Regions from separate parts of the Mus musculus genome. Here regions 2, 3, 4, 5, 6 and 7 are each linked to region 1. The links are chromatin contacts, called in public ChIA-PET, HiChIP or PLAC-seq, capture Hi-C and promoter capture Hi-C maps. All regions are on one chromosome and are shown on one strand. Each heading gives the region's core, a stretch centred on a gene start, on an enhancer-like site or on the middle of the called end of the contact. The rest is flanking DNA. Distances are from core to core; before and after follow the strand shown. Region 1 holds the start of Cyp4f13 (cytochrome P450, family 4, subfamily f, polypeptide 13). Region 2 holds the start of Adamts10 (a disintegrin-like and metallopeptidase (reprolysin type) with thrombospondin type 1 motif, 10). Region 3 holds the start of Myo1f (myosin IF). Region 4 holds the start of Kank3 (KN motif and ankyrin repeat domains 3). Region 5 holds the start of Cd320 (CD320 antigen). Region 6 holds the start of Akap8 (A kinase (PRKA) anchor protein 8). Region 7 holds the start of Angptl4 (angiopoietin-like 4).

What was found. Promoter capture Hi-C pulls out the DNA fragments that hold promoters and counts their contacts. ChIA-PET counts read pairs in DNA pulled down with a chosen protein or histone mark. HiChIP or PLAC-seq counts read pairs in DNA pulled down with a chosen protein or histone mark. Capture Hi-C pulls out chosen DNA fragments and counts their contacts.
Region 2: a contact with region 1 is called in a capture Hi-C map of macrophages, with 3 times the contacts expected there. The contact joins the promoter of Adamts10 here to the promoter of Cyp4f13 in region 1. A contact is called at or near these places in 4 of 39 promoter capture datasets (the 3T3-L1 cell line, 3T3-L1-derived adipocytes, frontonasal cranial neural crest and 1 more), 1 of 484 Hi-C or Micro-C datasets (CD4 T cells), 6 of 115 datasets of contacts at active chromatin or transcription factors (the 230-238 cell line, astrocytes, embryonic midbrain and 3 more) and 2 of 9 other capture datasets (adipose tissue and macrophages).
Region 3: a contact with region 1 is called in an H3K27ac HiChIP or PLAC-seq map of bone marrow-derived dendritic cells, with 5 times the contacts expected there. The contact joins the promoter of Myo1f here to the promoter of Cyp4f13 in region 1. A contact is called at or near these places in 1 of 39 promoter capture datasets (embryonic stem cells), 1 of 484 Hi-C or Micro-C datasets (double positive thymocytes) and 4 of 115 datasets of contacts at active chromatin or transcription factors (T-cell acute lymphoblastic leukemia, astrocytes, bone marrow-derived dendritic cells and 1 more).
Region 4: a contact with region 1 is called in a promoter capture Hi-C map of embryonic stem cells, with 2.3 times the contacts expected there. The contact joins the promoter of Kank3 here to the promoter of Cyp4f13 in region 1. A contact is called at or near these places in 1 of 39 promoter capture datasets (embryonic stem cells), 1 of 484 Hi-C or Micro-C datasets (the G1E-ER4 cell line) and 3 of 115 datasets of contacts at active chromatin or transcription factors (embryonic forebrain, embryonic stem cells and pancreatic cancer cells).
Region 5: an H3K27ac HiChIP or PLAC-seq map of large pre-B cells shows a contact between it and region 1, with 4 times the contacts expected there. The contact joins the promoter of Cd320 here to the promoter of Cyp4f13 in region 1. A contact is called at or near these places in 3 of 115 datasets of contacts at active chromatin or transcription factors (large pre-B cells, pancreatic cancer cells and stem cell-derived neural progenitor cells).
Region 6: a contact with region 1 is called in an RNA polymerase II ChIA-PET map of memory CD8 T cells, with 7 read pairs. The contact joins the promoter of Akap8 here to the promoter of Cyp4f13 in region 1. A contact is called at or near these places in 1 of 39 promoter capture datasets (embryonic stem cells), 2 of 115 datasets of contacts at active chromatin or transcription factors (memory CD8 T cells and pancreatic cancer cells) and 1 of 9 other capture datasets (adipose tissue).
Region 7: a promoter capture Hi-C map of embryonic stem cells shows a contact between it and region 1. The contact joins the promoter of Angptl4 here to the promoter of Cyp4f13 in region 1. A contact is called at or near these places in 2 of 39 promoter capture datasets (embryonic stem cells and liver), 3 of 115 datasets of contacts at active chromatin or transcription factors (astrocytes, embryonic forebrain and pancreatic cancer cells) and 1 of 9 other capture datasets (liver).

Annotation. Positions count from the first base shown.
Region 1 is chr17:32,945,963-32,949,673 of GRCm38.p6, forward strand. It overlaps Cyp4f13 (cytochrome P450, family 4, subfamily f, polypeptide 13), which reads right to left and starts at 1,399. Exons shown (of 13, transcript NM_130882.1): 1 at 1,351-1,399; 2 at 843-1,041. The coding sequence starts at 1,040.
Region 2 is chr17:33,522,332-33,525,967 of GRCm38.p6, forward strand. Adamts10 (a disintegrin-like and metallopeptidase (reprolysin type) with thrombospondin type 1 motif, 10) reads left to right here and starts at 1,754. Exons shown (of 25, transcript NM_172619.4): 1 at 1,754-1,927.
Region 3 is chr17:33,553,768-33,557,308 of GRCm38.p6, forward strand. It overlaps Myo1f (myosin IF), which reads left to right and starts at 1,940. Exons shown (of 28, transcript NM_053214.2): 1 at 1,940-2,089. The coding sequence starts at 2,087. Adamts10 (a disintegrin-like and metallopeptidase (reprolysin type) with thrombospondin type 1 motif, 10) reads left to right here. Exons shown (of 25, transcript NM_172619.4): 25 at 1-15.
Region 4 is chr17:33,808,717-33,812,373 of GRCm38.p6, forward strand. It overlaps Kank3 (KN motif and ankyrin repeat domains 3), which reads left to right and starts at 1,807. Exons shown (of 11, transcript NM_030697.3): 1 at 1,807-1,849.
Region 5 is chr17:33,840,673-33,844,434 of GRCm38.p6, forward strand. It overlaps Cd320 (CD320 antigen), which reads left to right and starts at 2,419. Exons shown (of 5, transcript NM_019421.3): 1 at 2,419-2,619. The coding sequence starts at 2,499.
Region 6 is chr17:32,319,111-32,322,594 of GRCm38.p6, forward strand. Akap8 (A kinase (PRKA) anchor protein 8) reads right to left here and starts at 2,128. Exons shown (of 14, transcript NM_019774.5): 1 at 1,975-2,128. The coding sequence starts at 1,993. Akap8l (A kinase (PRKA) anchor protein 8-like) reads right to left here. Exons shown (of 14, transcript NM_017476.2): 13 at 2,786-2,881; 14 at 2,314-2,675. The coding sequence ends at 2,382.
Region 7 is chr17:33,780,180-33,783,803 of GRCm38.p6, forward strand. It overlaps Angptl4 (angiopoietin-like 4), which reads right to left and starts at 1,396. Exons shown (of 7, transcript NM_020581.2): 1 at 884-1,396; 2 at 604-714; 3 at 351-468. The coding sequence starts at 1,213.

The DNA.
Region 1 (3,711 bases), core at 149-2,648:
CAAACGTGAATACAGATTTTGGGAGGAAAAGGGGCTATGGGAGAAAGCAGCGTTTGAATCGATGGTATTGGAGGTGAAACCCTTTTAGGTGACACTGAAATGTTAAGTGTGACTCTGGCAGTAGGGAACCAGTGCAGCATGGAGCAAGGGGCACTAGGAATGAGGCCAGTGGAAGTGTAACCACAACTGGAGAGGCCAGAAGGGTCCCTGGTGAAAAAGAACAGTCAGACTGGGATGCAGCCCAGCGGCCAAGAGCTTGCTTCAACTCAGTACCATAAACAAAACCAAAAAGCTCAACTACTGCTCAAATTGGAAAATAGAGTCCACTGATGGTTCTTGAGAGTGAAGAGCAAGATAAGAAAGCATCAGGCCCCGAGGAGTTTAAGGGAAGAGATACTACTCACATCTCTCTCTGCCCATCGGGTACAGACACTAGCCCAAGGACAAGGATGGACTAGGCAGGGGCCAGATCTTGGCATGATGCACTGAAGCCTCAAACTCTTCGGTGGAAACTGAGTGGACTGGGGCTGTCCCTGCTCTGTGCTGCCCATCCTGGGAGCAGTTTTGCATTAACGAGGGGAAGAGACCTCAGATCATGAGTTTTGATCATAATGTGACCTAAAGCAGGCTGGGAGCAAGGAAGGGAGGAAAGGAGAAAGGCTCGGATCCTGGAGAGGCAAGGCAAGAGTGGACTGGCTGCTGGGGCGGAGAGGTCTCCCTATGTCTCCCCTCACTTCTCTACTGTCCTGTGTTCCAAACCTCTCCTGACCCAAGTGCCACAGTATCTTTCCAAACACGTTGGAAACACATCTACCCAGAGACCTACCTACTGCCACACTCACCAAGGCCAAGTGACCCCAGAACCAGCTCGGTTTAGGGGGCTGAGGGAAGCAACGAAGGCGACTGCAGTTGTCATAGAAGGCATAGATCCAGGCCAGAATTCGGGCTAGAATCCAAGATGCCCCTCCCAGCAGCAGTAGATGCCACGGAGAGGCAGTCAGGGACCCCATTCCCAGCCAGGACAGACATAGCTGTAGCATCCTGCAGGGCAAATAGGCAGAAGGTGAAATTCTGAGGCTCCGGAGAAGGGTGGGGACAGGCCCGTTTACTAGATAGGAATATAGCTAGCGATATAGACTGGGAGGACTTGGGGGCAGCGCAGGAAGAAGAATGAACATTGAGAGAGAAGAGGAAGAACACAACAGGCAGGACTGTTAGCATTCTAGAGGGCCTCAGCCTGAAGAATAAACTACGGGCGCAATTTCCAGGAGACCAAAAGTCTCCAAGGTCAGCTCCCTACAGCCATTCCAGCTGTGGGCAGAGCTCTCCCTGTTCTGAGCCAGAACTCGCCTTGTTGCCTTCCACCCCGGCACCTTCTCTCACGAGCAGCGAATCTTCCACAACTTCCTGTCTTCTCTGAAAACATTTTGTCCCGGAAGCTGTATGGGAAGTTCAGCTGGGCTGAACCAACCAATCCCTCCAACCCTCAGCCCAACCTCCAAGCCTGGGCAGGCAGCCAAGGCCAGTGGGGGCGGGTCCAACCTTAAAGGGATGGAACTAGACTGAGAGTCATAGGCTTAGGTGGGGCATCCTCAGCGTTTAACCTTTCTGCCTGAACCAGAGACAAAGGAGTTACAAAGGAGATTCCAAGTTTAGGAGTGCACCTGCCCTCCAAGGGCTAAGGGGTGGCAGATAAATCTCTCTAGCTCCTCTGCATAGTTGTCTGGGTAACAGCATGCAGAACTGTGAGGCTCTGAAATGCATTTCCTCTCCTCTCCCCACGCCCAACAGCTGCACAGCCTGGCAGAGATCGATTTCTTCCTTCTTGAACCCTAGGTTCTAGGTGGACCAATAATTGCAACCCTGCTGGAACCCACTGGGTCAGAGAGTGTAGGTTAAGCTCATGTGAGGCTGAAGCTCAGAGATCTGAGGGAACAGCTAAAAGGGGCCGTGAGCAGAGGGGACACAGGCTGAAGGTCAGATCTGGGCGTGGGCTGATGTCATAGATATGCGTTAAATATTGGGGGTCAGGAAACTTCTATTTTATTTTATTTTGCTGGTCATGTTTTGTTCTATCCTAGGTGGCTGGACTATCCAGCCTCTGTCTCCTGACCCTCCAGCAGTGCCAGGCATGGGTTTCCTCTCATGGTGTGGATCTGAAGTTGGACCAGTAATAAATTGGCAACTTCCCCGAGTTCCTTCTGTGCCACCTAGCCCAACACATCTTGCAGGTAAGACAAATTGTGGACTGAGGGTTTTGTGGCTGGCTTGGTATCCTAAGCAATGAACTGGAAGCCTTGCCCGGTTATTGAAAATGGGCTGGTTCAGGCTAGGAGTTTTATGCTAGGAGTTTTCAGTAGGGTTGGCCTCCTGGAAGTTTCCATTGTACTAGGTTTCTACCTCACCCCCAAAGTGCCTCCCATTCTAGTCATTTCTCCTCACCCCAAAAATGCCCTACCCCCATCTCCCAGTTCTCCCAGTATTTTCTCCCACCCCCACCTATTCCTTCCTGTTCTATCTGTCCCAGTCCACCCTTGGAATCTATTTTATTTCTCCTTCCCAGAGAGACCCATCTGTACCACTTTGAGCCATCTTTAGCATCTCTGGGTGTGGACTGTAGCGCAGTTATCCTTTGCAGCTAATATCCTCTTAGAAGTGAGTATGTACCATGTTGGCCTTTCTGGGAAAGAGATATCTCGACCGAGAAAGTGTTTCCATCAGGATACCTGTAGGGAAGTCCATAGAGCATTTTCTTGATTAATGGCTGATGTGGAAGGGCCCAGCCCACTGTGCCTGGTGCCATCCCTGGGCAGGTGAGTCCTCAAGTGTACATGAAAGCAGACTGAGGAAGCTAGTGAGCAGCACGCCTCCGTGGCCTCTCTTCAGTTCCTGCCTTGAGCTCCTGTCCTGACTTTCCTCAGTGATGGAGTGTGAACTGAGCTATAAACTGACATTAAGCCTTCCCTCCCTGTGGCACTATTGATTACTGTGCTTTGGAGCAGCAATAGAAGCCCTAAGGCAGTGGTGCATGACTACAATCCCAGCACGTAGGAGATGGAGATAGGAGGATAAGATGCTCAAAGTTAAGGGCCAGCTAGATGTCTCAGCCGGTAAAAGTGCGTATCATCAAACGGATTCACTGAAAGTCTATCAAAAGACCAAGTGTGTACCCCCCATACAAGAGCTGCACTTACAGCATTCCAAGGGGACTAAAACCCAAAGTCATCTGACCCTTGATTTTGTTCACGGTTCAAAACCTTTGGTGATATGTAATGCTCCCCTCATACTCTGATGTGAACGACTGTGGATTGAAAAGGACAAAGTCAAAGGTAGATGCCACTTCAACATAACCACAAGTAAATCAAACTCATTTAAAATCTCACTTAAGGGTTTGGGGAGCATGATGTGAATAAAGTGCTTGTTTGCCTTGCATTCATGGAGACCCAAGCTCAATCCCCAGAACCGGGCTGCATGGTGGATATGTGCAATACCAGCACTGGAGAGGTGGGGACAGGCAGACCTTTGCAGCTTGCTGGCCAGCTGTGTTTAATTGTCCAGCTCTAAGCCAGTAAGCAAGCTTGAATCAAAGGAAGTAGAGACCACTCCTGAGGATCTGTGTACTAGGTTGCCCTCTGCCTGCCCCCACATGCATAAACATACATACACAGCTATACAAACACCATCCAACCCACTTGGAGGAAAAACAACTAC
Region 2 (3,636 bases), core at 504-3,003, 580 kb after region 1:
ATTTCAGATTGTCTGAACAGAAATCCATCAATCTCTGTCCTCTACGCGCAGCCCCCCAACACATGCACATATGTACACAAAATATAAATAAGTTAAAATATATGAAACCAAAAGTCCCAAGGGAGCTCACCGAGGACAAAGCATCATGTCGCTCTTACCACCCTCCAAGGGCTGAGTCCAACACTGGCAGGAAAAGGAGGCTCTCTCCCCACTCCCTCCAAACCCTCTGGGACTAAGGTAGAAGGGGGTGGGATGGGGGGGACACTAAGATTTACTTATTAATTGAGGAATGAGGTTTCAAAGCTGGTAAGTAGCAGGACCTGGAATCTAGTTTGAAGCCACCCAGCTCCAAATGGTCCTGAAAATCTTCTCACGGTGAGTGTGGAAGCCATCCCTAGACTGGGGACAGGTGGCTGGAGCCACAGCAGAAGTACAACCTGAGAAAGCAAAGGCAGGTGCCTCAGGCCAAGGGGCCCAAGGGGCAGTTCGGTTAGTGGAGGCCAGGGGTGGGTATGGGTTCTAGGGATTGCAGTATGTAAAAGTTAACAGCCCCTCTGGTCTGGCAGGGTGTCCAGAGAAGTTGGGTCCGGGCAGGAGGGTTCGGGCACCATAGGAATTTTTCGTACAGTGCATGAGCCCTTAACATGCCATTTCCAAGTTCAAGACTAAGTTCAACGTAGAGACAGAGAACTACCTGTATCCCTAGCTGAACTCAGAACAGAGGGAATGTTTGTGGTTGAAACTCTCCTGCTCCCTCCCACAACCACCCCTCTTCCTCCCCTGCTCCCTACAAAGGCTGTCATTACCCCATTTCTAAGGATAAGAAAACCTAGAATCAGAGTCGGTCAAGGCCAAGGCCAAAGCCCACTGTGGGGGCCAATCTTGGAATTCTGAGACCAGGGGTAATGGTGTAGAACACTCCCACAATCAGGCCTGGATTGAAGCTGGTTGGAATCCCAGCTTTGCTCCACTGCACTGGTCATCTCCTGCATGTACAAACTCCTCGTAGATTTAAACACTGTGTCCCAAAGATGATCATGACGCCCCCCTGGCTGGACTTAGTTTTCACATCTGTAAAATGGAACTGACTAGGTCCTCTTCACTGCTAGAGAGTTAAAGCAAGTGAACTCAAAAGCAGAGCCAAAGCAGATCAAAGCCCCCGGACCGGAGCTTTGTGAAGGCTGGGACCCAACTCAGATTTATTCACTCAGCCTCGGGCACCATGCCTGGCACACGGAGAGGCGCCCAATAAATGTTTGCTTGAGCAAGGACCAGCCCTCAATAAATAACAGCTGTTGTTGACTCGGCTAACGGAGGCAAGGCACTGGGCTCTCCCCTTGTCTCAACCCCCTCGCTAGCCCCCAACTCAATTTTGCCCCTTTCTCCAGGACCCCCATCTCCTCCACCTCTTTCTATTCAAACTTTCCTCCCTCACAATTTCCCGCCTAACCCCTCCTTTCCGTCCTCCCCCCCATCCCCCTACTGTGTGCGTCCACTCCTCCCCCACTCTCCACCTCTGTCCCTTCACACCCCCTGCCTTCTTCTATCTCCGCCCCCAGCCTCCCCTCTCCCGTACCCCCCCCCCCAACCTTCTCCAACTCCCATCCCAAATTCCTCCTCAGCATCTCCACCCACACGGGCGCCCTTCGCGAGGCGGGGTAATCCGGGCTCCGGGGTCCTTGGCTTGGGTCCAGCCTGAGGCCCTGGGCGGCGGCGGCGGCGGAAGCAGCAGCAGCGGCGGGCGGGGTTTGGGTTTTTTTTTTTGGTTTTTCTTTTTTTTTAATAACCCTGGCAGGCTGCTCAGGAAGTGAGTGCCTTCCCGCGCCCCCTCCCCCGGCCACGCCACCGGGCGCTTGCTCCCTCCCTTCCTGTGCGCCGGGCGGTGAGTCTGTGCGTCTACAGCGGACCGAAGGCTCCAGGCACGCAGGTACTGGCGATCTGGGGACCCAGTTGGGCGGCGCAGTCACCGGAATGCAGTGATTATAAGTGACTTTGTGTGTCTCGGGGACAAGATGTGCTGGACGGATCCCGTTGTGCGAGTGCTGTGTTGGTGCCGAATGTCCCTAAGTGTTGCAGATACAGACTGCCTGTTTGGGTTGGCTCAGGTTTGGGGCGGGGGTCGAGGTCAGCCACGTATCCAAATGGTTGTGCTTCTGCGGATTGTATGACCTTATGGCTTTCAGCATCTGGGAGCGACTGTGTGGGCAGACTGTTGAGGTGTGTTGAGTGTTTGCCTAAGTGAGGGTAAGAAAAATGCCTCTCGTGCATGTAAATGCCAAGTGTGTCTGTCTCTGAATATTTGCGTTTCTCAGGAGTGTTATTAGTGGAAATGCCTGCATGCATATGTGTCTGAGTTTGTAGAATTTCTTAGTTCCCCCTGCTATGAATGTGTAAACTTGTGCATGTGTGTGTGTTAACTTTCTGTGTTAAATGAGCGTGTATAGGCTGCTAGGCTTGTGGCTTGTCTTGGACTGTGTAACTGTGCACATAGGCCTGTTTGTCTGGGTTTATGGGCTGTCTGGGTGTCCATGTGGAAATATGTGTTTCTGTATACATAGGTGTGGAGGTATGTAGTTGTGTGTGTTTGGGTTTAGTGAACCAGGCCTTCCTGCTATTCAAGTGTGGGTTGCCCTATAGAGTGTGATTGTGTTTGTTTGTGTGTCTGCCTGTGAGAGTGGAGCTGGGGCTGCTACTTCCCCTCAGATGGTCATCTATGCCACAGAACTCTGAAGCAAGGAGCCTCCCTACCAGGGGGAGACACACTTTAATTAACAGCTGGTTGGTGGTAATGGGAGTGGTGACCTGTGCAGCCCCTCCCCTTAGGCCTCCCCTCTGGCTGGTCCTTTTGTCTGTGTGCTCACAGCAGCCAGGCCAGATGTGCAGCGCCTGGAGGAAGCCTGCTGCCTCAGGCTGATGGCTGCCTATGCCTGGCCAAAGAAGCTCTGTCCTCCACTGAGAAGCCTCCACCTCTTTAGCTGGGTTTCCCGCACAGCCTACAAAAGTCTAGGTGTGGAGTGCTGGTCCCTATAGGATCCCCAGGATGTGATGGAGCCACACACATTCCCGGGAGGCTTTTCCCTCTTCCAGCACTTGTGCCCTTCCCCCAGGCTAGTGGCCTCCCTGCAGCCTGCCAGAGGAGGGGCCTGGGGGACAGGGGCCAAGCCTAGGTACACACACACACACACACACACACACACACACACACACACACACACACACACACAGGAGAGACAGAGACAGACAGATACATATACACACCCATAGTGTCATCTTGTGCCCAGCCAAACATGCGACTCCTCTCAATTGTAACTCATCCTCAGATTGGCTTTGTCTGCCCCAGACCTACTGACTTGTTTGTGGTCTCTCCTGTAGCCCCATCTTGGTATCATTCCTACCAGTAGCTGTTACCCTGTGGGCAGGTGTGGCCACCCCATCAGTCACTCACCCAGTAGAATCCTTTTACCCTGCCTCCAGTTTTACCCCATCTGAGCCAGAACCACTAGGTAGCCTGTGCAGTTAGTTATTGGGAGGGGGAACTCAAGAATAGAAGATTGTGATGGCTTGACTTGGGGGTGGGGGGTGGGGTGGGAGGAGCTAAGCACCAGAATCAGGTTCTACTCCTGCCTGGTAGGATTA
Region 3 (3,541 bases), core at 690-3,189, 610 kb after region 1:
AGATTTCTGCTCCTGACCGGGTGTGTGTCTCTGTATAGGCATTCCATCCAGGATGTCCCCAAGGATCAAACGGAACCACAGCCAGGGTTAGCAAGATGTCTCAGTGGGTAAAGACACTTGCTGCCAAGCCTAAATTTAACTCATGGGAACCACATGGTGGAAGGAGAGAACCAACTCCTATAGGTTGTACTCAGCCTTCCACAAGCTTACTGTGGCATGTGTGCCCGCACAGTACACACATAAATGAATGAACAACTAGAGGCTTTCTTTAAGACACGGGGGAAGTAGTCCACATTTCCTTGGGGGGAGAAAGGACTTTGGCCACTACAGATAAAAACCTATCACTTTAAGACGAAAGCAGTTTCTTACCGAGTCTAACAAGTGTCCAGTCCTTTTGTACTCTCAACTAAATATGATCCTCTCCCACCCTTCCACATGTGGAGTTGTGCTATTGGCCCTGGATATTGGAGAAGAATATAGACTTCTCACCTATGGAAAGAGAGCACAGGACACAGAGACATTCCCAGTCTCTGTGGCATGGACCAAAGATGGATTAGAACACAGGTCCCTGTTAGGCTCTCACCAGTCTGGTTTGGTCTTAGCCACCTCCCCAGTGGGTAACATGAGGAGGTGACAACTTCTAGGAACTGTCATTTCCTCCATGTCAACAGAAGACTCATTTGTGATCTGGTCTTCCAAAGACCAAGTACTGAGCTAACGTATGGTAGGCCCTACATGTGCTGGCTGCTGCTGATAGAGCCAAGTCAGGAAAACAGCAAGGCTGTAAGTGTGAAAACCCAGATTGGGCCAGGAATGGTGTGTACATCTTTGGGCCCCACAATCCAGAGGCAGGAGGATCTCTGAGTTTGAGACCAAATTTGCTACTTACAAACTCCAGACAAGTCAAAATTATACAGTGGAAACCCTATCTCAAAAACAAAAACCACAACAATATCCAGATTTGGGGTGGAGTGACAGTGGGAGGTGCTTGCTGGATAGAAGGCTCAACTGGATAGAAGATTACTTCCTGTAATTTCAGAGGACCACAGTTCAATTCCAAGCACCCATATCAGGTGGTTAACAGATGTAAACTCCCAGAGATCCAGTGCCTCCTGGGTTCCAAAGGTCTCGGTCTCTGTCTCTGTCTCTCTGTCTCTGTCTCTGTTTCTCTCTGTGTCTCTCTCTTTCTCTTTCTCTCTCTCTCTCTCTCTCTCTCTCTCTCTCTCTCTCTCTCTCTCTCTCTCTCAAGGCCAATAGCTCACTTTTCACAACAAGCATCAGGGCATGAGTTTGAATCCCCAGACCCCACATAAAGCCAGATAAAGGTAACAAATATCTGAGACATGGAGATAGGAGGTGGAGACAAGAGAATCCAGGAAGCTTGCAGACTAGCCTGATTTCCACAGTAGGAAAACAACAGTGATGCCTATTTCAAGGAGAAGGGTGAGAACTGGCACTCACCTAAGGTTGTCTTCTGACCTCCCTCCACACATTCATATGCACCCATATAGAAACGCACACAAAGAGAAATACAGACATTAAAGGGAAATAAGTCTTGTGGTGTCTTCTACTCCAGTTAAACTTCCCTTACTAACAGACCTGGCTTTGGAGGAACAGTCTACAGGGAGGACCATAAAGGGTTTCCATGGGAACTCTGAGCAGACACACATCTGAAATGGTACTTCCTTCCCCTGATTCTGAAGAGAACTAAGCGGCCAGTCCTGCAGTCAGCTGATTTGGGTGCTTTTTGCTGTAACTCTTTTCTTGAGGTAGATGATGGATAAAGGACTTTCTCTAGTCTGGCAGTGACTGCCCGCCAACTTTGACCTATCCCTTCAGGGTAAGCTCCAAACGGTTCCCTCAGCCCTGTCATTGCTGCTAGAGCTCAGAGCACTGTCCCCGCCCTCAGCTTCCCTCCCCTGTGGTCATGAGCCCTCCCGCAAAGGAAGTAAAAGAGGGGCTGTTACAAGAGGAACTAGGGCCAAGAGCCTGTGAAGGAGGAGAGCCATGCCAGAGCCACCCCCTAGAACCCTCTGAGCCTGCACCCCTGTCATTACCCACAGGAGCCTACATACCATCCCTCACCATGGTAAGTTGTTCAAGGTGGGATCTGGGAGTGGTAACCTGGTAGCACCCTCAAAACTTGGGGCAATGGTTATGAGAACCACAGAGCCTTCAGAGACAGAGTTCCATAGGACAGCACAGAGCACCCCATGTCCCTCACCAAGAATCAAGCTCCAATCTGCATCTGCCAGGCTGGGTATGAGGACCAATACTGCAACATAAATAGGAAAGAAAGTGTCCCTGAAGGAATTACACAGTCGTCAGGAAGAGAACATGTCCCTTTTCAGGGGCTTAGAGAACTAGGTTATCAACTCATCTCAGAACTAGTCTTCCCCTGCAGTTTGAAACAAGCTCTTCCCTCTCTTAGCCTCTGTTTCTAGAACTCTTATTTAGAAGTTGGTCTGGAGAAAGGAGTGTTTGAGGGGTGTAGGGCTTTTCTTGGGAACATTCATCAGAGGGATCTGTAGGTTTGGCCACTCTCATGGGGTGGGATAACAGTGCAAGTGATCCTAGGTGGTTTGACTATAACAATCACAGGGGCAGATGATAGCTCAGTGCGGGTGCTTGGCTAGTGTGCTCAAGATCCTGGGTATCATCTCTAGCACTGAAAATAAGTCATCATCATCCTCATTTAACTTCCAGGACCAGTTAATTTTACTAAGGAGGAGTTGGAGATGTGGGTGTGCGGCAGAAGATAGCAAAGGATGAAAAGGAGGGGGAAGAGAGAGCTAGGAGAAGAAAAGGAAAAATAGGAATGGAGATAAGGAATAGAAAGAAGAGGAGAGGGAGGGGATGGGGGTTTTCATAGGGGAAACCAAGAAAGGGGATAACATTTGAAATGTAAATAAAGAAAATACCTAATGAAAGAAAGAAAGGAAGGAAGGAAGGAAGGAAGGAAGGAAGGAAGGAAGGAAGGAAGGAAGGAAGAAAAAAAGAGGAGGAGATGGAGGACTAGGTGGAGAAAGGATAGAGGAAAGGTATACAAAGGAGAGACCGTTCTCCCTACTACCCAAGGATGGCAGTGGAGACGCTGCAGACAGAGATGTCACTACAAGTTCAAGTTGAAGTCTGTTGATGATGAGAAGGCTGGAGAATGATCAGCACCATGCATGGGTCTAGACTTAGCAGCATCATGGCACATACAATAAAAGCCAGTAGTGATTACACAAATCACCCCATGGCTCCACAAACCCACAGTTCACTTCAGCTTTCAATTTTTGTCATTCTGTCAATGAGAACAAGGGCATGTTCTTAGGAAAAGAATAGTTGTTGGGGTTCTTGGAGGTTATAGCAAACAGGACTGGAGTGGAGGCAGGGAGGTGAGGTGAAAGAGACCATTTTTTTAGAAAGCCAGTGAGAGCTGGGGCTGAGTCTGGGCTCTGGGTAGAATGCTTACTGTCATACACATAGCCTTAGGTTCCATTCTGAGCATCACATAAACTGGGCATGGTACTGTACACCTGTTGTCCCAGAACTT
Region 4 (3,657 bases), core at 557-3,056, 860 kb after region 1:
GTTATGTTAGGAGGAAAAAACAAACAAGCAAATTGTAGTAGCTTTTGATCAGATCATAACTCCAAATGGGTTAAAGTTAAATGTTTAAATGTACTTTTTTTTTTTTTTTTTTTTCGAGACAGGGTTTCTCTGTGTAGCCCTGGTTGTCCTGGAACTCACTCTGTAGACCAGGCTGGCCTCGAACTCAGAAATCCACCTGCCTCTGCTTTTTTTGTTGTTGTTGTTAAATGTACTTTTAAAACTTTTTTTTTTTTCTTTCTTCTAGACAGAGTTTCTCTGTATAGCTCAGGCTGTCCTGGAACTCAGAAATCCACCTGCCTCTGCTTTTTCTGTTGTTGTTGTTGTTAAATGTACTTTTAAAACTTTTTTTTTTTCTTTCTTCTAGACAGGGTTTCTCTGTATAGCACTGGCTGTCCTGGAACTCACTCTGTGGTCCAGGCTGGTCTCAAACTCAGAAATCTGCCTGTCTCTGCCTCCCAAGTGCTGGGATTAAAGGTGTGCACCACCACTGCCCAGCTAAAAAGTTTTATTGATATATGGTATGTATGTGCATAGGTTGATGTATATAGCACACTATGGAGATCTGAAGACAACTTGTAGGAGTTGGGTCTTTCTTTGCATTACATGGTCCTAGGGATGAAACACAGATCGTCAAGTTTGGCAGCAAGAACCTTTACATGCTAAGTCATCTCACTGACCTTCACAAATGTAATTTTAATTTATTTCTGTGACAATTTTTTGATCTATAATCTCAGTATGTTTATAAGTACACCTGTATGTGTCTATTATATTTACATTATTTTCATCTGTCTATCTGTCTCTGTCTGTCTGTCTTCCTACCTATCTATTGTGATAGGTGCGCTAGACAAGTTCTGTACCATTGAGTTAGATATCTCCAGTAGAGCAGACATTTATTAAGTAACTAGTGTATGCCTGAGGCAGTGGATAAAAAGTTTCCTGATCCTAAAATGTCTAGTAGGGGTGATGATAGTAACCTTGCCTTTCTACTAATGAAAATTGCTATTTAGTTAATAAACCATTGCTATGGCAATGATAATGACTAGGGAAAGGCTGTGCTAAGGATTCTGTTTGTTTTTTGTTTTGTTTTCTTGTGGCACATAGATTTCAGGGGCACATAGATTGAACACTTAGAAATATAGGAAAGTATCACATATAGATAATATTTCTTTTTTTTTTTTTTTTTTTTTAAAGATTTATTTATTTATTATATGTAAGTACACTGTAGCTGTCTTCAGACACTCCAGAAGAGGGCATCAGATCTTGTTACAGATGGTTGTGAGCCACCATGTGGTTGCTGGGATTTGAACTCCGGACCTTCGGAAGAGCAGTCGGGTGCTCTTACCCACTGAGCCATCTCACCAGCCCCCAGATAATATTTCTTAAAGTGGCACAATATATGCAAAGTTCCTGCGGTGGACAAGATCCAGGCTCTTACGACTTCAACAAGACAGTAGGAATTAAACTCGTTATATAAATCCCATTAGAATAGTTTGCTTAGATTTTTCCTGTAGCTCCCTACTGTCCTGTGAATGAAACCTCTTTTCTTACTCCTGAACCAGGCAGGATTTAGAGGTAGCTGGCTGAGCAGCATCCCACTGCCCTGCTCTGATCTTCTCAGATTCTACTGTAGGCCCGCCCTCAGGCGGGTCCCCACCCTGCCCCCGCCCAGATGGCTCACTCTGTCTTACAATTGGATAGTTCGGTTAGATTCGTGCTCTGGTTGGCTGAAAAAGCCGTCAGTTAGGGGTGAAAGCCTTGATAACCCGTGCGGAGCTTCGAGGGGGCGGGCTCGGGTGCGGTGCGGGCGCTGCCGGGGCTTCTCATTCAGGTAAAGTCAACCACGCGAGTCCTGGAGGGGAACAGTGGACCCAAGTGTCCGGGAGGGGTGTGATGCTTTTAGCCCCCTTCTATGGGTTCTGTGCGTTGCAACGGGGTGGGCGCCGTGTCCTGTAATGGTGACCATTTGGACATTGGGAGCCTCAGGTGGTTTAAAGCCGACCGGAGAGGGGGGACCCTAGATTATTAGGCAGATCGCCACCACATGGCCATCCAGGACCTAACCAGAGGAACTTGTGCGCATTTTAGTCTCCTAGATGCCTTAGGGGACCCTTCCCCAGAGTTGGCTTGAAGACCTGGGAATGGGTTTCTTGCAGTGGGGTGGAGTGGGCGGATGGTACGGAAACGGTGTTGGAGGGAGGAACGGATGTCCCCCACTCCCCGGACCTACTGACAATAGCAGCGGATGGAACCGCCCAGCGGTTTTTCCTGTAGGAAACTGCCCTGTCTTTTCTAAGCGGACTTGGTTCTGTATGTTTGGGGAGGTGTGTGTGTGTGTGTGTGTGTGTGATGATTCAAGGACCCCTTGTCCTGCCATCATCTAGCTCTTTCCCCCATCCTGCGTTTGAGAATCCTATCCCAACATGAAGGGCTCCCACCTAGAGCCTTATCAGTAAGACATAACTTCTTCAGGACCTCGGGTATGCATGCTCTGTGTCCTGTCCTTCAGGTTTCCTGATGACAGCTCTCCTGATCACAGCTCTCTAGACTGATCGCAGCTCTGTGTCCCGAAATAGTCCCAGGGCTGGGTGTGGGGGCGTGTGGCTTCAGCTCTGACAGCCTAATGAGGGGGTCTCAGGCAGGGGATCCGGATTTAACTTTGATAGCCAGGCAGTGTGGGAGATATGAGGGCAGCTACACGCCCTACTCCGGGAGGCATTGGCTTGTGTAGCAGTCTAATGTTGGCTTGCCCCACCACACTCCTTACTCCCAAGGCTGGAACTGACAGCTGTGAGCTGGGAGGGTGATATGTGGCCTGGGTTCCCTGCAGTTTCTAGGGGAGCAAAAGGGAATCTTTCCAAAAGCGCCTATTATCCTAGTTACCTGAGAGGTCCAGGTAGGATGATTAAAAGTTGAAGGCGCCGGGCGTGGTGGCGCATGCCTTTAATCCCAGCACAGGCAGAGGCAGGCAGATTTCTGAGTTCGAGGGCAGCCTGGTCTACAAAGTGAGTTCCAGGACAGCCAGGGCTATAAAGAGAAACGCTGTCTCGAAGAAAAAAAAAAAAAAAAGAAAAGAAAGTTGAAGGCCTGCCTGAGAGCTGCAGAGTGAGTTCAACGCCTGTTTAAACAATTGAGTAAAGGGGTCAGTGAGATGGATTGGCCAGTAAAGGTACTTGATCAGGGAATGACATCCTTGTTGCATCCCTGGGATTTACTCGTGTAAGGAGAGAACTGACTCTATAGAGCTGCCCTCTGCCCTCCACTCTCACCCCATGGCATCCTTGCACCCACCCACCCTTCCACCTCCTACATAAAATAAATAAAATGTAAAAAAAAAAAATTAAAAAGGGGTTAGTGGTGTAGCTTAAAACTCACCTAGCTTCTGTCAGTGGGGCTGAGGGCAAAAAAAAAAAAAAAAAAAAAAAAGCATTCATTTGGGCGTAGTGGTACATACCTGAAATCCTAGCATTCCAGAAGCAGAGACAGGGGAATCTCTTTTTAGAGGCCATCCTGATTAGCAAATTTCAGGCCAGCTAGCTCTCCATAGTGAGACCCTGTCTTAAATACATAAAATAAAACAAAAAGCAAACAGGGCAGCACTCAGCAGGGAGAGGCAGAACAAGTTCTTTGAGTTCAAGG
Region 5 (3,762 bases), core at 1,169-3,668, 900 kb after region 1:
CAGAAGATGCCTGCTACTGTTAAACATAGACCATAAGCTAGCTGGGTGGGACCCCATCCCGAAATAATATTTCTTCCATGCCTGGGCCAAAAACTTGCTCTGTCCCAGGCCAACCCTGAACTCAAATGTCTGCTTTTGTAAGCATAAACAAACAAACAAACAAACTTAGCTGGGTGGGCTATCCTTTGATCACCACTCCCCACGTCTCTTTATCTCCCGAGTATCTTTCTGACAAGTCGGCTCCCAGCACAACTGCTTTTGTTCCTTTAGATTAGTGAAGCTCATATAATTCATATTGCATCCTTATTTTTTGAGAAATTAAATATTTTTGAACTCTTTTTTTAAAGTTCTTTCTCACAGGCCTAAGCTGTTCCTAAGATCCTAATGTTTACCATTTTGCTGAGACATTAGCCACACCTTGGCCTCCTGCACTCTTGCTGTCTCTGATTATCATGGAGTTATTAACTTTAACAGGGAGGACATTCCTTGAAGGAGGAATGTAATATACATAGTTATACAAACAAGCCTTAAGCTCTGCACTCATGGAGGCCTATGCCTGATGGCCGTGTCCCAGGGGCAGGTAGCACCCTACCAAGATCCTGATCCTCAAAAGTAGGATGATCTGGGGGGTGGGTATGGGGGACCTTTGGGATAGCATTGAAAATGTAAACGAGGAAAATACCTAATTTAAAAAAAAAATGGGAATGGGTGGGGGGAGGGGGGGACTTTTGGGATAGCATTGGAAATGTAATTGAGGAAAATACATAATAAAAAAAAAAAAAGAGGAAAAAAAAATGTAGGATGATCCCCACCCTCCCCTGGGCTGTCTTACTTACCTCTGTCTGCATCCCTCTCTGCCTGAATACCATTGCCTTCTCCAGAAATTGGTGAGGCTTACACAGTACACTCCAAAAGTAGTCATAACCTCTAACATTTACGGTGGTAGAGAGGCCATCCATCCACAAGCAGCACCATTTGTGTGAAAGTCTGGACTTCTATGTAGCCTTCTGGTCTACATTCTGGGAAACTTAGCCATTTGAAGGTTAGTGACTTGCCTTCCAGCCTTGTTGGGAGGTAGTGTCATAGATTCTTTTTTTTTTTTTTTTTTTTTTTTTCTTTTTGGTTTTTCGAGACAGGGTTTCTCTGTGTAGCCCTGCTGTCCTGGAACTCACTTTGTAGACCAGGCTGGCCTTGAACTCAGAAATCCACCTGCCTCTGCCTCCCGAGTGCTGGGATTAAAGGCATGCGCCTCCACGCCCGGCCAGTGTCGTGGAATCTTAAGGTAGAGCTATGGAAAACGTAATGTGAAGAATAAAACACTAAGCTGGTACATGACTATATCCCCAATACTTCGGAGGCCAAAGCAAGAGAGAGGATCACTAGTTTCAGGCCAGCTTGGGTTACCTCAGACCAGCAGAAACCACAACATCACTAGCCACATTGGATAAGCTGACTCAATGCATTCAACTGTGGAAGTGGGATGAGAAAACCCAAGGCTGCCAATCTGTATCAATTACAATTAATACAATTGTAGTATCAATCTACCAGGCCCATGTTAGAATAAATGTTTCTCAAGTGTGTGAGAACTAGAAGTTAATGAGGTTGGGATGGGAACCAAGGAGATGGTCAGTCCAGGTTCGAAGCCAGTAACTGTTCACTCATTTGATCATTCCATCATTCCCTCACTATTTTCGCCATTCATCAAAGGAAACCAACATCCTGGTTCGCCTGCAGCTGGCATTCTAGGGGGCAATCAAGACAATAAAGCTAAAATAAGTAAAATCCTTAGGTGGCACAAAGGAGGGACCTGCTGGGGAGTGTTCACAGGGTGTGGCTGCCATATTCATTGGGACCATTGGGCAGTGATATTTGCAGTAGGCTACATGTGAAGTTTAGGTCAAAATTGCTAAGTTCATTTATATCCCTAGAAGGTTTATTTTTATTTTTGGTTTTTTGAGACAGGGTTTCTCTTTGTAGCCCCCGGTGTCCTGGAACTTACTCGGTAGACCAGGCTGGCCTGGAACTCAGAAATCTGCCTGTCTTTGCCTCCCAAGTGCTGGGATTTAAGGCGTACACCACCACTGTTCAGCAGAAGTTTATTATTTCAAGTTAATGTGGTTATTTTCATGGAACTGGGGATTAAACCTAGAGCCTCCTGAATACTACTAGGCAAGTGCTCTACTACTGAACTACTCCCCGAATTCCTGTTTTTTATTCTGAGGTAGGGTCTCCTTTAATAGCCTAGGTTGGCTTTGTTCTTCCTCAGCCTGTAGAATATCTGGGAGTTACAGGCCTAGGTCACCAAACACATTAGGTTTTACTGCTAGGAAGAAGCCAGGAGGAGCCCTAAAATCAAAGTACCCTTGTATTCGGGTACTTACGGTCGCAGGCTTGCTTGCGCCACTCCCCCCTGCCTTTGTGTGCGCGTGCGCGAGAATCAGCGCGTCCTTCTGACTGAGCGGCTGCGGCTGGAGCGGAGCAGTTCGGCTAGCTGTTGGATGGCGCGGGGCGGAGCTGGGCGGGCAGTGGCCCTGGGCCTGGTGCTGCGGCTCCTCTTTGGTCTCAGAACAGGCCTAGAGGCCGCTCCGGCTCCGGCCCATACCCGGGTCCAAGTCTCCGGTGAGTGAACCCCCGTTTCTACACCGCTTTTGATCCCGCCTCCACGCGCTGGCATCGCCTCACTATTGGCTGCGCCGCCCATCGGTCGTTGACACTCCCCCAGCACGCGTGTTTGGCTTTAGCGTGGGTAGAGTGGAGAGAATCGGCCCTCTGTGCGTGCAGAGGGGACCGCCACATGGGTGCCTTCTCCTGTGTTCTGCTCAGCTTCCTCCCTTATTCCTGCGCTGTCCCTAAGTCACCTCCAAGCCGTCCTTCAGCTCAATGTGGGCTGGAAGGCTTTTGTTTCTGATTTTGACCTCTCACCACGCAGGGCTGGTCACCCGGTACCTTCTTGCAGCAGGTATGCCTTCCCGAAACCTTCAGCCCTGAGGCTGCAGTTCTGTGGCTGTTCTTTCAGCACCCAGAGCTTCAGTTTTTCCTTGTATTCCTGCCTCAGAGAATGGAAGGAAGAGCCCTGGAGTGTATTTCCCCTGTGAACCCCAATCTTGGCCAGGAACCTGTCCCGGGCAGGACGAGGAGGCCCGATTGTGACCACTGGCCACTACTGACCATCCACTCTGTATGAGAATAGGTCTTAACTGTTTCAAGGTTTTTTTGGTTTGTTTGTTTTTGTTTCTGTTTTTAGGTTTTTATTATGTTTTGATTTTTTTTTTTTTTTTCCAAACAGGGTCTCACTTTATAGCTCTGGCTGTCTGCAACTTGCTATATAGACTAGGCTGGGCTTGAACTCCTAGAGATCCACCTCCCAAGTACTGGGATTAAAGGCAGGCACTAGTTCCCCTTTTTTTGAGACAGGGACTTACTATATAACACAGGCTGGACTGCTGTTTTCAACTTGTGCCTTAGGCTCCCCAGCACAGGGATTATTAGGTATGGACCATTGTATTTGGCTGTTTATGGATCTGTACCCATAAACTACCCCTCCTCCCACTTTCGGCTGTTTTGTAGCTCCAAGCAGTCTTCTTGTTCCAGCATCCCAGGAGCTGGACTTACTATTGAGCAACATTAAGTCTGGCCTTAGTATTCCTCTTTTACAGATGAGGACATAGACTGGGAGGAGGAATCATGGGTCATCCTGACTCCTGTCTGATTAATTGCCCCCAAGAGGTATAGGGTCTGCTCTGCTCTGGGCCCATTCCAAGA
Region 6 (3,484 bases), core at 878-3,377, 630 kb before region 1:
TGCCCACTGTACTGGCCTAGCCGCCACATAAGCGGGAAAGCTCAGAGTGCTGCCAGTTATGCCACGAAACTGGGAAACAAGCTAGAAATTCGGTGACATAAACGTTAGGCTTTGCTTCCATGTAACTAAACACTCAACACCCCAGCTTTCAAGCCTCCCTCTGACCTTCTAAGTCACCCCCTACAACACTCCTTTGAACAGAAAGGGAATACATTCTCTTCATTTGTGTTTTTGGAGCCTAGCATATAGTCCGATACAGTGGCACAGTCCCAGGCTGTCGAATGACTTCACTTTGACAGTGTTAATGGTTAGTTCCCTTTCCAGAATATCCCAAAAGCCCCACTGTAACACAGTCCCTTAAATGTGCTGACAGGCACTCAGTACGGCCATACCTAACTGCTACTTAGAAACCAGGGAGGGGCTGGCCAGATGGTTCAGTGGTTAATCGCGCTGACTGCTCTTCCGAAGGTCCCGAGTTCAAATCCCAGCAACCACATGGTGGCTCACAACCATCCCTAACGAAATCTGATGCCCTCTTCTGGAATGTCTGAAAACAGCTACAGTGTACTTACATATAATAAATAAATCTTAAAAAAAAAAGATTCTTTTTCTTCTTCTTCTTCTTCTTCTTTTTTTTTTTTTTTTTTTTGGTTTTTTGAGACAGGGTTTCTCTGTAGCCCTAGCTGTCCTGGAACTCACTTTGTAGACCAGGCTGGCCTCAAACTCAGAAATCTGCCTGCTTCTGCCTCCCAAGTGCTTGGATTAAAGGCATTCGCCACCACGCCCGGCTAAAAAAATTCTTAGTTAAAAAAACAAAAAAACCAGGAAGGCTGCAAATACCCTAACTGTATCTGTAAAATTATTGGCTGGTAGAAAGTGGGAGTCACCATGAAGTTCCCTAGACCAAAGAAGTATAGCAGGGTTGTGACAGGTATCTATCTGGTGGAAAGGCTAAGAATGGAAGACATAGATCTAGGATCCCAAAGGCAAAGAGCACTAGGCTGATACCCAAGCACACGTGTTCATCACACCTCAGGCCTCTCTGGCAAGTCCAATTCTAGGGATCTTGTTACTCTGCTGCCTCTCAAGATCCCTTCCTTAGCCGCCAGAAGCCACTAACCACTCCCTGTGCCCACTTCCAACCCCATTCCACATGTTCCAACTATCTCCTGCGGGTAAATCTCCGTACAGAGTCAAGGCCTCCCAGGAGATTAAAAGCAGATAGCTCGAGAACCGACGCCTAATTACGAAAAGTTGCTGACATTTAGGTTAGGAAAGGCAACGTTCCCGCTTCCGCAGACCCCCGTAATGTTACAGTCCAGAATCCCAGCCCCTCAGGCAGCACACCTCCCACGAGCACCTCACGCCGCGTACACTGCAGAGACCCAGCCAGGTTTTCCCAAAAAGCTGCACCGGGTGTAGCCGCAGTGCACAGCTGGGCCGATCGCGCGCTGCCCGTAAGCCTTCAGAAAAGCGAGCCCGGGGACACGAGCTCTCAAGGACGACCTGCGGAGGATGAGCTGAGACTCTCTCCTCGCTACGGCCGCCGCAACCCAGCCGGACCTCAACCCCCTCCACCCCCCGCTTCCTCAGCGTTCGCTTTAGCCCCGCCCCTGGAGCCGCCATTTTGTGGCGTCTTCGGAAGAGAAGGCGGGACTGAGACCGCTCGGGTCCTGGGGTCCCGCAGCGATGAGAGCCACTCGGCTTGCACAGTGAAAGCGGTCCAGAACGCATCCAGAAACCGGCCACAGCGTCGGCCTTCGCGCCTCATCCGCACCCCCCGCCCCGAGTCCTACCGGCCAATCCACGCGCGGCGCTTCGGGAACGATTGCGCAGAGGCCCAATAAGGGAAGCGCGCGCGTCCGGGACAACTCCACACAGAACCGGGCTGCGGCAAGTGCGTTCCGGCTGCAGGCTAAGCCCGAATACCACATGCGCCAGGGTCTCCCGTGGTGAAGAAGAGCCCACACTAACCTCCGTAGCCTTGCTCCATGTCTGCGACGCGACCCGCCAGCAGATCCTTGTCTTAGATTCGCTCAGAACGCATGCGTTCAACGTGCTGTCTGCTACTGGAAGACGAAGAGCGTACGTCTCTTTCTGGGCGCTACCATTGGTTGCTCAAATGGGCCCGCCCCCGCCGATCCGCCCAGCCTTCCGGGTTGCAAATCTACAGCATCTCGGGAGTTGTGCCTCAAGGGTAAGCTAGTGCGCAAGAGCGTCCAGGTCCGCGCACGCGTGAGCGGTTCTAGCGCGTTTACCCGCGCGCAGGCGCACTTCTAGGGGCCCGCCCTCACCACAGCACAAACGAAGACCTCAGATGGGAAAGCACTTTATTAGGCTGGACTTCCAGCCTCGGCCACGGGAGCCCTGCCGGGTAAGGGTTATGGACCCCCACCGCCCTCCTCGTCGTCTTCCATGTCGAGGCCCGGGATCCCGCGGATCTGACACTGCAGCGCTCCGCCCAGCAAGGGTACAGGGCTCTCCTCCTCTTCTGGTGGTGGCGGAGGTGGCGGTGTTGTAGTCCCTGGGGCGGGCTCCAGGGGCACGGGGGGCTGTGCCGGCACGCCCTCTGTGAGCTCTGTCGCTTCGCTTGGTGCCCCTTCATCCAGAGCGCCAGCCTCCACCTCGTCTTGTTCCTTTTCCTCCTCTGGGTTGTCAGTGAAAGGATTCTCGCCCTGTAGAGATGGATAGAGACTTTAATGGGAGGTAGGAATCACTGGGATAGAATGGGGACCAGGCTCACACAAAGGTCAGGACTAGGACAGTGCTTTCGCCTTTGCCTCACCTTCAGATATCGCTCCAGCTTCTTGCTAATGAGCTTGTTGTTGAGAATACTGCGGGCCACCATAAGCGAGGACTTCTTGGACTGCTCCATCATAAGCTATGGGCAGGGCAGACAGGGCTGGTGAGGCTGCTCTAGGAATCCAACAAACCCAGCTGAGGTTCAGATTCACCAATAACTAGTCCTAGTGTCTGTAAGTGACCTTGGGCGTAATTCCAGTCAGTCTGGACAGGCATGCAAGGAACTAGGATTCGATCTGATCACCCACACCTTATTTGCTGTTTGAAACCTGATCTGCTTACATAGAAACTATAGTAAGTACTGGACTTAGTGGCACAGGCCATGTAACTCCAGGACATTAAAGTGGAAGGCCTACCTGGACTACAGAGTTTAACGGTTTACATGGTTTGACTATGTCTCAGAAAATAAAAGACGGCTGGGAGCTAGAGAGATGGCTCAGCGTAAAGGACTTGTTAGTATTTCAAAGACTCAGGTTCATTTTCTGCCACCTACAAGGTGGCTGACAACAATCTCTAATCTAGTTCCCAGGAATATGAAGCCCTCTTCTGGTTACCACAGGCACCAGGCATGTGAATAGTGAGCATATGTGCAGGCAAAACATACAAGAAAATAAAAAATAAAAAAATAAAACGTAAAAAGGGGGAGGGGGCCAGCTGGAGATAATATAATAATTTGATGATA
Region 7 (3,624 bases), core at 146-2,645, 830 kb after region 1:
ATTCCTTTGCATGATGTCCCTGAGCTACACCACCATCTCCCAGAACCCCTGAAACTTTAGCTCCTTATGATCTGCCTTCCTCTACTTGTTCTGGTTAACGGCTAATAAGATTTTGGGAAGATTCTTGCTGGGAAAGAATGGTGGGGTGGTCTGGCCAAGCAGGATCATAAGTGAAGAGGGTGCAATATATAAAAATACCCTTGATGAGAGCCTAGTGAGCCCACAGGAACCCAAGGCCAGAATCTCTTTCTTTCCTATTAAGGTGGACCTGACAAGAAGGCTAAGGATTGGAATGGCAAGTGGGGTGGTTGGGGAGTTGCCAGATGACAGCAAAGACCAGAGATACTCACTGTGTAAGTGGGTGGCGTTGGGAGTCAAGCCAATGAGCTGGGTCATCTTGGGAAGCCTCTTTCCCCTCGAAGTCTTGTCTACTCCATTGTCTAGGTGCGTGGGGGCCAAGAGGTCTATCTAAGACCGGGCAGGAAACGGGTGGTTAGATCTTTTGACTCATGCCATAACAACTGCTTAGCCACATTTCATCACTACATTTCACCCCCACTTTGTTTCCTCTTTCCCATTTGGGCCAATTGCTGGGGTAATTACCTGGCTCTGAAGATTCTGTATTCTCAGATTCTGCTTTGATAGGTATCTCTGCTGCTGGGCCACCTTCTGGAACAATTGCTGGATCTTGCTGTTTTGAGCCTTGAGCTGAGTCTGAAGATATGCAAGGCTAGTGAAGACCTGGCTTTATGTCGGCAACCTCCTCTTATTCACCCTCCCTTCTACCCTTTCACAGTCTGCTCTGAGGCCCTTCTCCACCCAGGTCCTGGAGTACTAGACTCGTTAGTCTAAGTAGAGTCAGAGTCCTAGTAGATGCGCCTACCTGCAAACTCTGCAGAGTCTCAGGAGTCTGGCCTTCAGGGACTCTATCCTCGGAGTCTTTGAAGGGTGCATCTTTTCCCTTGGGCCCCTGACAAGCGTTACCACAGGCAGCCATGCGGCGCTCCAGCGCGCCCAGCTGCCCACGGGTGCGCTCCACGTGTTCGCGCAGCCCATGGCCGAGCTGTAGCAGCCCGTGAGCCAGCAAGTTCATCTCGTCCCAGGATGCAAAGCGCGGTGGCTCTGGCTGTGCAGGGCGCCCTTGCGCGCTCAAAAGCCCCGCAGTAGCCGCGCATAGCACCAGGGCAGCGCCTGCTGTCGGAGCGCAGCGCATGATTCTGGGGGTGGCCTTGGGTGCAGCAACGCTAGGACTCCGGAACGCAGGAGTTCAAGACCCAGCAGCTGGAGTTCTGGGGGAGCCGGCTCAGACTTAGACTTGCTCTGGTGCAGAAGAAGATCTGGAGCCCGTAGCTCATAAGCGTTTCACGGTTGCACCTAAAGCCCCACTTTATAAAGCGGGTGTGGGAGTGGGAGGGAGAGCATTGGAGGCGGGGCCCGGGGGCGGAGCGAGTGGCCAAGTTTTAGGGTGCAATGCCACAGGCTTTGTAGTTACGAGTGTGTGTGTGTGGCGTGTGTGTGTGTGTGTGTGTGTGTGTGTGTGTGTGTGTGTATGAAGAGTTCTTGGGGATGGCTGCTTCGCCTTCCTTGCGACCTAATAAGCGACGTGACTGTCTGTGCACTGCATGGTTCATCCTAAGGCCGGAAATTCCCAGCCCTAGCCCGCATCCCAGCCCGGTTCAATGGAGGAAAGGGCGTACAAATCAGGACGTAGATGCCTTCTTTTTTTTTTTTCCCCTTCCCGCTACGTGGATGCCTTCTTGACTGACCCCTTCTCAAGTCAAAAGCAAAGTAGGGCAGAGTTACGTGGCAGAAAGTTCTCTCCCTGGTAGGCTGAGTTCAGATGGCAAGTGGGGGATTACAGAACCTTGCTCTCTGCCTCTTAGAGGCTTCCTGAGATCTTTAATCCACAGACCAGGCGGAACCCCTGCCCCCACTCTCACTTCCACCACCTTTCTGGCTCCCACGCTCTTTCCAGCTCAAGCATTCGTCATTGCAGATGTGTTTGTGAGGATCACTAACACCCTTGTTCAATTAGTCACCTCTTCCTGGCCAAATAGTCAATAGCTGGGATTTCTGTCTACATTGTAGAGATTGCAACCCTAGGCTTCCTCCTGTTGCCTGTCCTCCACCACCAGGGGTCTTGGTGTCCAGGAATTTACCTGCGTTAAAGGAGGATCAGTGTCTGAGGACAGACCTGTCATCCCAGCTCTTGGGGCATGGAGCAGAAGAGTGTGGAATTCATCTTGAGCTACACAAGTGAGTTTAAGAGAGCCTGGGCTACTCTGAGCCAGGTCTCCAAACAACAACAGCAACAACAAAACTGGTGGCACGCACCTGTAAACCCATCACGCAGGACACAGGGGAATAGTACAAGCTACAAGCTAGCCTGCTCTACATAGTAAGTTACAGACCAGTCAACGCTGAAACAGCAAGACCTTGTTTCAAAACAAAACAAAAACAATTCATAGTTATGCATACTTTAACTCCCAGCACTGCAGAGCAAGAAGCAATTGGAGGAAGCTCTGTGAGTTTGAGGTCAGCCTGGTCTACATAGTGAAGTTCCAGGCCATCCAGGAAGAAGACCTTGTCACAAAACAACAACAACAACAACTAAAAAAGCCAGGAGGAACTGGAAATCTATCTTACCAGTTAAGAGCATTTACATCTTTTGCAGGGGATCTAAGTCCAACAGCTCACAGTCACCTATAATTCCAGCTCCAGGAGCTATGGTGACTTTGACCTCCTCAGGCACTCACACACATGCACACAATTTAAAACAGTCATTTAAACATTTAAAAAGCAGGCTGGAGAGATGGTTCAGCAGTTAAGAGTACTGACTGCTCTTCCAAAGGTCCTGAGTTAATTCCCAGCAACCACATGGTGGCTTACAACCATCTGTAATAGGATCTGATACCCTCTTCCGGTGTGTCTGAAGACAGCTACAATGTACTCATATAAATAAAATAAATACATCTTTTTTAAAAAAAATTTAAAAAGCAAACAATCTAGAGAACATCAGCAAAGATTTCCCTTCCACACCCATCCATTCATTCACTCATTCCATACAGCCTAGATCCTGTACTGAGTTTTTTAGTTTGTGTATAAATCCTACCTTTGAGCAGGGGAGAGGGACAAGGCAGAGACAAAAGAGGACTGGGGTGGGGCAGACAGCTTTCCTTGTTTATGCTGCCTGGTTAAGTTTTTATTCAACAAGTTTGCATTGGTGTTCCTTTTTCTGACAGTTCCCCTGAAGCCTGGCACAGAAAACCTGTCTGACAAGAAGACCCTTAGGGCAAATTGACTGAAAAACCCCCAAGTTGAGTCAGCAGGGCTGGGAGCCAGCAGCAAACCTCTGGAATCTGAAACTGCATGCCTCAAGGCTGACATGCAGGCCACTGCTTGTACACTTGACCAGCTGGGCCTTTTGCCAGGCTGATCCCAGCAGCAGTGACAGGCAGACAGGAAGAGTAGGCAGAAAACCCTCAACAAGGGATGAATTCATACATCCACCATCTGTTCTCTCCAAACATCAGCCTTTGGGCACAGCTCATAGCCATTCCATGCTAGTCCATGTGCCATCTCCTTGTCCAAGTCTTCTTGCCTCCAGAGAAAAACCACCAAGAT